2 separate regions of the Mus musculus genome follow, and region 2 is linked to region 1. Evidence: chromatin contacts called from public ChIA-PET data. All regions are on one chromosome and are shown on one strand. The core of a region is the stretch at or near the end of the contact, and the rest is flanking DNA. Distances in the headings are between cores, read along the strand shown. Region 1 overlaps Lrig2 (leucine-rich repeats and immunoglobulin-like domains 2). Region 2 holds the start of Rhoc (ras homolog family member C).

Region 1 (3,892 bases), core at 1,310-3,809:
CTTCCTAACATTTCTTACCAAGTAACCAATCACAGTAGTCCAGCTTTTTTTTATGTTTTACTAAATCCTACATTCTTAAGAACATGCCAAGTGTCATCTGGGTACCACTTACCTGTGTTTGTGATGCTGTAGTCTTCATTTTTCCTTCTCATGTGGTAAATGACAATGACCCAGATCAAAGATGTGCCCACGACACAGCAGACCACAACAATGATGACAATGCCAACTGTGGTCCAACCATCATCCTCATGCCCAATGCTACTCTGAGAAGAGTCACAATTGGGGGATGAAATGACATTTAAGTAAATATGTCCCCGTTCTGTCCCAAGAGTGTTAGACATAAGGCAGGTATATTTTCCAGCATCTTCTAGCCCAGCATCTACAATGATGAGAAGCTGATTGGCTGCAGCAAAGAAGTGTCGTTCTGTTACTAGGAGTGGCCCATCATCCTTGGTCCAATTGAGGCGAGGAGCAGGACTTCCTCCAGCGATGCACTGCAATACCGCTGTCTCACCTCGGGTGACGGTCTTGTCCTCCAGAGGCCTAATAAACGAGGGTGTCTCTAATGGGAGAAGGTTAAAAATACTGTTAGGAAATGTATAGCCTAAGTCCTGTAGAATGAGACTATGAAAAGTATGATGAAATGTACAGTTTAATGAGGATCAAAAGACTCAGAACAGAAAAGATCTAAATGTGAACTGACGGTGGTGATACAGGCTATAATAGTTTACAGCCATCCAGGCACCTTAGCAAGTAAGTAAAGTAGAAAAAAAAGAAAACAAAGCACAGCAAGATACTAGCTTGGCACAACACCGGCCTGGTACACATGCCAGTGTGTGAGTGAGCACACCACTGGCCTGGTACACAAGTCAGTGAGTGAGCACTGGGGATTTCTAATGTTTTTGAGGCAGGTTCTCAACTATATACTCCAAGCTGATCAAGAACTCTTGACCCTTCTGCCTCAGCATCCAAGTTAAGAAACTTATTTTAAAGGTTTTTGACAGCCAGGTCAGAGTGGCTCACCTGTAAGACATGGGTTCTCCAGGCCAACCTGGATCATAGAGAGACTCTATCTTTAAAAAAGAAGAGAGAGAGAGGAGGAGGAAGAAGAAGAGGAGGAAGAGGAAGAGGAGGAAGAGGAAGAAGAGGAAGATGAAGAATAAGAAAAGTTGGAAGAAAAGGAGGAAGAGAAGATGGCCCTATAAAACTCTGATGTCTAAGAAAACAGAGACCTGGACAGCATAATTTGCCTTGGGTTGAGTTACATAAAGAACCATGTTTTAACTAAGAATAACAAGGCACACAGTTATAATCCCAGCACTTAGAAAACACATATGAATTAAAATGTTACAGGGGAAACTTAAAAGAATAAGGGATCCGGAGCTTGTTATAAAGATCTATGCCCTGGGAATGTTCTAAGATGTATGTCACTTAACCCACTAACACCTTCAGCTGACATACCCTGACTAAAGTACAAAAATAAGAACAACAACATAAGCCTGATGGTGGTGGCACAAGACTTAATCCCAGTACTTGGGAGGCAGATGTAGGCGGGTCTTTGAGTTCAGGGCCAGCCTGATCTACAGAGTGAGTTCTAGGACAGCTGAGGCTACGCAGAGAAACCCTGACTTGGAAGGAAAAAAAATAACCAAAACCTCCAAATTGTTTTTCTTGCCTTTCTAAGCCATGCATAGGTCTCAGAGGCTCCAGTAAACAGCAGTCCTAACAAAGAAAGCATACCTAACACTGTGAGTGAGGCGTTTGCTGAGAGGCCTCCTGCTATATTCTGTGCCATGCAGCTATAGATTCCCATATCTTCTATCTTCACATTGGCAATGAAGAAGACATCATCCTCAGGCATGACATGCATGCGTCTTTCTCGGGCTGCAGGAAAATCAGTGCCACCATCCTTCTGCCAGGAAATCTGAGGTGTAGGGTGCCCCTCTGCAGCACATTCTAATCTTGCCATGGCACCAGTGCGAATAGTTAGATCCATTGGAGTTTTCAAAAAAGACGGCATCTCTGTTCCAAAAACAGTACAGAGAAAGTAGGCAAAAGGAAAACACACATGGACACAAATCTAGCAGGCAGAATTCTGATGTAAAATGCACTATTTCTTTGAGAAACCATATTCTCTGAACTGACAACACAGCGTTGGCAACAGTCTTTCCTACCAGCCCATCAGTATGTGCAGAAAAGTAATACTTCTAGAATACAAGCCATACCCATTCACCATGCTGATGGAAAGAAGGAAATCAGAAAACCAAAAGCTTTTTTGAATGACAGTTTAGAATTCGGTGCTTATTATTCCTCTTTCACTTAGGACAATCAAGTGATGCTTCCCAATCTAACAAGAGCAGATGTTAATAGAACCCGTTTTTGTTTTGTTTCTTTAATTATGTTTTTTTTAAACCTGATTTAGGAAACATCAGAGTGGGTTGTACAGCTGAAGCGTTGTCTCAGTGGTTAAGAGCAGGTGTTGCTCTTGCGGGACTCAGGTCCAACTCCCAGCACCCACAGGGCAGCTTACAACTGTCTGATACTTCAGTCCTGGGAGATCCAATGCCCTCTGTAGGCCTTTGTGGGTACCAGGCATGCATGTGGTGCAAACATAAATGAAGGTAAACCACTAATACCCACAAAACAATAAGATAAAATCTTAAAAAAAGAAAACAGAGCTAGAAATGTTAAAAAAAAAAAAAGAAACACAGGCACAGGGCACACGTACATTGCTCTGCTGTAGCACAGGAGTTACTCAATCTCACAGTAACAGACAGACCAAGCTGCTTTAGAAAAGGTTTTACAACTACCAGGAGAGCTTTATTTTCAAAATGATTTTGGCTATATCCAGAGAGCTACAGACACGACTAGACCCAGAGATGTCCTAAACACCCTCAAGTGTAAACAGTATGAGAGAAAGGAAATCATACTTTTCTGAGAATTGTGGTTTTGGAAAGAAACTGAGACCACAAAAGACTGTCTTTTAACAAACAGAAAAGGAAGTCAAGTATCTCCTAGGGCAAAGGAGAATGCAGGCCAGTGGGCACAAGTGCACCCCTTCCATGTGCCACAGTCACGAGAAAGTAACACTAAGGGCTCCCTCCAAACCTGGGGTATGATCCAATTTTCTTGTCAATTTACATCTAAAATGATTTATAATTGAGACATAATTTAGATGTAAAAAATACTTCAAAGTACTTTTTCCCAACAGCATAGCCAGACAGGCATGGTGATTATTCTAGAAATACATTAAAAAAAAAAAAGCATTTTAAAAGTCCAGTAGCACAATTCCTTACCATTTACAGTCAATTTGGCTTTCTGAGAATAATTAGAACCAAAGTGATTAGTAACAATGCACTGGTATTTCCCTTCATCTGTGAAGTTCACACTGAAGAGGCGCAAGACACTAGTATATTCTAGAGCTTCTCCATCCTGCTGCCGATAACGAACAAAATTCTCAATATCCACATCATACAGGATCTCACTGTCCTTGCGCCATATGGTGGACATGGGTGAATCGCTGCTGCTCACTGCAGTGCACGTCAGTGTCACATTAACACCTCTTAATGCAATTGTGCTTTCAGGGTGTGTCCTTATCTGAGGCTTCAGAAAATCATCTAAAGGGAATAAATGCAACAGTGGCCAAGTCAGTTACATATTTTACCTCAAACCTGATTTTACAACAAAGACTGTAACACTGTAAACTTCTCTCTCTCTCTCTCTCTCTCTCTCTCTCTCTCCCTCCCTCCCTCCCTCCCTCTCTCTCTTTCTTTAAGATTTACTTATTTACTTAATGTATATGAGTACACTGTAGCAGTATACACCAGAAGAGGGCATCAGATCCCATTACAGATGGTTGTGAACCACCATGTGGTTGCTGGGAATTGAACTC
Region 2 (3,818 bases), core at 303-2,802, 320 kb after region 1:
TGTCCTAGAATTAGCTAAGTAGTTTTGGGACACTAGGGTGGCCTCAAACTCATAGAGATCCTCCTGCTTTGGTCTCTCAAGAGCTGGGATTAAAGGCATGCACCACCACTGCTGGGCTAGACTATACGTTATCTGAAGGCAGAGTTTCATGGTTAGTACATAGTTTTCAGTTCACATTCAACCAATGTTTACTGAATGAATTCAGAGGCCTGGTGGACAAAACACCCTTCACCTCAGTTATATGATTTATCAAATGTATGGTCCATGCTTCCAATCCTGAGTGAGTGTCTACGTATGTTGTCTGCCTGGATTTGAGACAGCTTCACTCCACAGCCTATGTTGGCCTGGAATTTGTGGTAACTCTGCCCCCTCGGGAGTGCTGAGATGACAGGCATGAACCACCCGGCCAGCTGCACCTGCAGTAGACTCCATATGACATACATTTATTCTGGGAAATACTTGTTGAAACCTATGACGAGCAGAGTTTGGTTGAATGGTACAGAGGGCAGGTAGGAGGGGGAGCATGGCAGGCAGCAGGCAGCCAGCACCTGCCTGGGTGCCTCACAGGCCTGCTTGTAAATTTGACTGATTTAGTTTTTGTAGCCCAGGATGGCCTGGAATTAACTCATAGAGATCCATCTGCCTTTGCTTCTTGTGTGTCATCGTGGCTCACCTCACTGGAAATTCCTGCTGTCACAAATAGTGAGAAACCACTTCTCTGGGCTTCATTTTCTTTACAGGCAAAAGGGAACGGGTATGGGTGAACTTATTCCAGAGTTAGAGACCTGTGTGTTTAAAGTATCCAGCACTAGTAAATAAAGCATTGGTAGATTTCCTTATACACCCATTTCTTTGGCTCTTTATAAGGAAGGAGATACAGGATCAGGTAAGTAACACCTCAGATTGGGATCAACAGCACAACAATACAATAGGAGTGTGAGGTCAGTTTCCAGCTGAGGACACGGCAGCACTTCCAGGAGTGTGCTCTTAACAGGACGTCGGGAAATTCCCAGCGAAGGAAGGAAGGGACTTTTAAGGCGATGGTGGCTGGGGACTGCAGATCACAAAAGGTCTCCAGGGCTCTGGATAGCGTCACGTTGCACTTACTGCAGTGATTCCTGGATAAGAGAGTGGGCAGCTTCTGTATAACCCATCCCCTCGGTCACGGGTAGGGTGTAGGAAATACTGGAGCTTCGAGGTCTGGATGGCCACGCGAGGGCAGCAGTGGCCCTCGCTGACCCCACCCTGGAAGCCGCTCAACTTTCCCGAAGCTGGTCCGCCCCCCACGGGTTGGAAGTGGGGCAGAGGCCGAGTTATCCGGGGTCCCACCCGCCCGCTCACCACCCAGCAATCCAGACATCTCCGGGCACAGTTCCTCCAGCTCCAGCCAGCCCTACGCCCCTTGCCGGGTCCTCAGCCGGGGTGACCTGCGGCCGCCCGGGGCCGGGAGCGGAGGCGGGCCAAGCTAAGGGCCGCCCCCGTCGACCCCCCCCCCCTTCCCTTGATGGACCCGCCCCAGAGCGGTGCTGGAGAGTGGGGCGGGGCCCGGGTCAGTCTCAGCCTCCGGCACTGGCCGCGCAGCTGGAGGCGGTGGAGCCCAAGGTACCGGGGCCCCAGCTGGTGGGTGGCGAGGCGTCGTGGGAACTGACCTCGGAGGAGAGCACTTTCCCGATTCCCGGATCGCTCCGGGAGCGGCTTGGGGGGCGGGGGGTGTTCCGGGCCAGGCAAGAGAGAGCGCCCCAAGCTGTGGGCCAGGCGCTCTAGCCTTCCAAGCTCTCGAACCAGAGCCCAGAGTCCTTCCCTTTCTGAGTCTTTCCTTTCTGGACCTCCCTAGCTGGGCCAGGGACACACTTAGATCTCCGTGAGCGACTCAACCCAGACGCTCCAGTTCCGGGCAGGGAGTAAGAAACAGGGCCTCAGGCTGGCTAGGGGTGGGAGTTCTGGCCTGGGATGGGGAATGGCGGGAATAGGGATGGGATGTGACCACTGGAGGCTGCTACTGCTTGGCGGGTCTGGACGCCGCCCTAGACGGGTTTTGGAGCTGATCTGAGCTGAGAGGTTGAGAAGACTAGGAAAGATCCCGCTCCTGTGTTGTGTATATGTGTCTGAGAGTGAAGGGGGGTGGGGAAGAACAAAACACCCCAATCCCCAACTCTTCCTCGTACCCTCTTGGGAAGTTAGGGAGTGTTAGGGAATTGGGCTGAAAGCTGGAGTCCAGCTCTTCCTTGACTTCTGGCTTTAAAGTTAAGGAAAAGGTGTTGCCCGAAGAGTGATTCCTCGCCTAGATCTCGGGGGGAGCAGAGTACAAAGGCCTGTTGGATCACCTGGGAAATCAAGAGAATAAGGAAGGCTAGTGGCTTGTCCTAGGGAAGGTCCCAGAAGTTCCAGACCCCTCTCCCGGCCCTGGGTGAAGTTTTCGTTGTCTCTCTTAGGGTTAGTGGGGCAGTTCCGCTGGAGCCGCCTTTCACAGGGAGTGTTAGCCAGGCCATCCATGCCATGTTGGCCTTCGGCCTAATGTCCCGGCTTGGCCTGAGTCCCCAATTATTCTGGCCTAAGCAGAGCCTAGATGCAAAGTCTTCGGAGCTGGAGGCTCTAACACAGCCACGAAGTTCCGGCCTCTGCCTCCCACCATCAGATGCTCAGCCGCCTTGCTGCTGTGGGACAGCCGGGGCTCACGCATGGGGATGTGACTAGTGTTTAAGTGTCCTAGGGATCACGCTCCATCCACACTGCCCACCCTGGCTTGGGGCTGTCCCCGCCAGCCTGTGTACAGCTAGACTGGTTGAATTAATGGGAGTAGGTGGGGAAGTTGGAGGAAATCCTGTGGGTTACCTGGATATACCTCTCAGACCTCATTTTTGAAGGAGATATGCAGCATAGCGAATGCCTTCTTCCCAGTCTTTCGGGGGTACCAGGGAAAGCCCCTTGAGATGGGGGGTGGTAAGTGTGGCTGTGCATACGCAACTCCTATAAATTCTCTGTGACTCATGTCCTCTTTCCTCACATCCCAGTTTTGTGTGTGTGTGTGTGTGTGTGTGTGTGTGTAGGTGTAGGGGAGGGAGGAACCACCCAGGCGCCTGATGCTGAAAAGAATCAGCCTGGGGCTGGAGTACTCTGCTTCCTAAAAGGCAGGCACAGGCCAGGGTTTGAGGTGGTTTGTAGGGAGCTAAGAGTTGAGCAGAGCCAGACAGGATGTGGGACTGAAAGGCAAAGCCAAGTTTGGGGCTGAGCTCAGGTTACTGTGCCCTTCTTAACTGCTCCCTGCCTGGTCAAAAGCTTAGACTGATCCTCACTAGTCCTTTCTTTGGAGGCTCCTCCCAGCCCAGGCTCTGGTTCCCTCCCCCACAGCCTTCGCTTCATCTCTACTCTGTCTGGCATGATCCTTGCCAGGCTGTGTAGGTCTGGAGACCTCACTGACCCGGTCAGCTCCCTGTGGTCTGAACTGCTCGTTCACGTGTGCTGGGGTGTAGGACACATATAAACTCTGAGAAGCTGACTCCTTCCTTATCTTGAGTCACAGGGAGGTGTCTGCTGGGCCTAAGGGTCAGCTGGTCACAAGGAGGAAGGGGCTGTTCCAGAGAGTGGGTGGAGGTGATTCCCGAGTGGGTTTAGCTCCGTCACAGCAATGCTGTGATAGATGTGTGGCTCCCCACAGTGTGGTCATTGTCCCCTGTCAGGGGCTGAGTGACCCAGTGTTGCTGCCAGGCCCAGAAAAGGGGATGGGTGGTGGTGGTGGTGGGGAGGCAGCGGAACAGGCTGCCTGACCGTGAGCTGCCAGGACTGAGCCTTCTTTGTGTGACTTGAGACTTTGGGGAAGG

The links. ChIA-PET counts read pairs in DNA pulled down with a chosen protein or histone mark.
Region 2: an RNA polymerase II ChIA-PET map of memory CD8 T cells shows a contact between it and region 1, with 15 read pairs. The contact joins the promoter of Rhoc here to the enhancer-like site in region 1. A contact is called at or near these places in 3 of 115 datasets of contacts at active chromatin or transcription factors (large pre-B cells, memory CD8 T cells and neural tube).

Annotation. Positions count from the first base shown.
Region 1 is chr3:104,463,747-104,467,638 of GRCm38.p6, forward strand. Lrig2 (leucine-rich repeats and immunoglobulin-like domains 2) reads right to left here. Exons shown (of 18, transcript NM_001025067.2): 13 at 3,297-3,617; 14 at 1,741-2,022; 15 at 113-562. Among named protein-coding and RNA genes, the nearest start is that of Lrig2, 46 kb to the right of the region's middle. Within about 2 kb of position 2,560, at least 11 of the 459 cell types and tissues checked have an H3K27ac peak or open chromatin away from gene starts, as enhancers often do. A contact at or near this core is called in memory CD8 T cells, where this site is marked.
Region 2 is chr3:104,787,482-104,791,299 of GRCm38.p6, forward strand. Rhoc (ras homolog family member C) reads left to right here and starts at 1,553. Exons shown (of 5, transcript NM_007484.2): 1 at 1,553-1,602.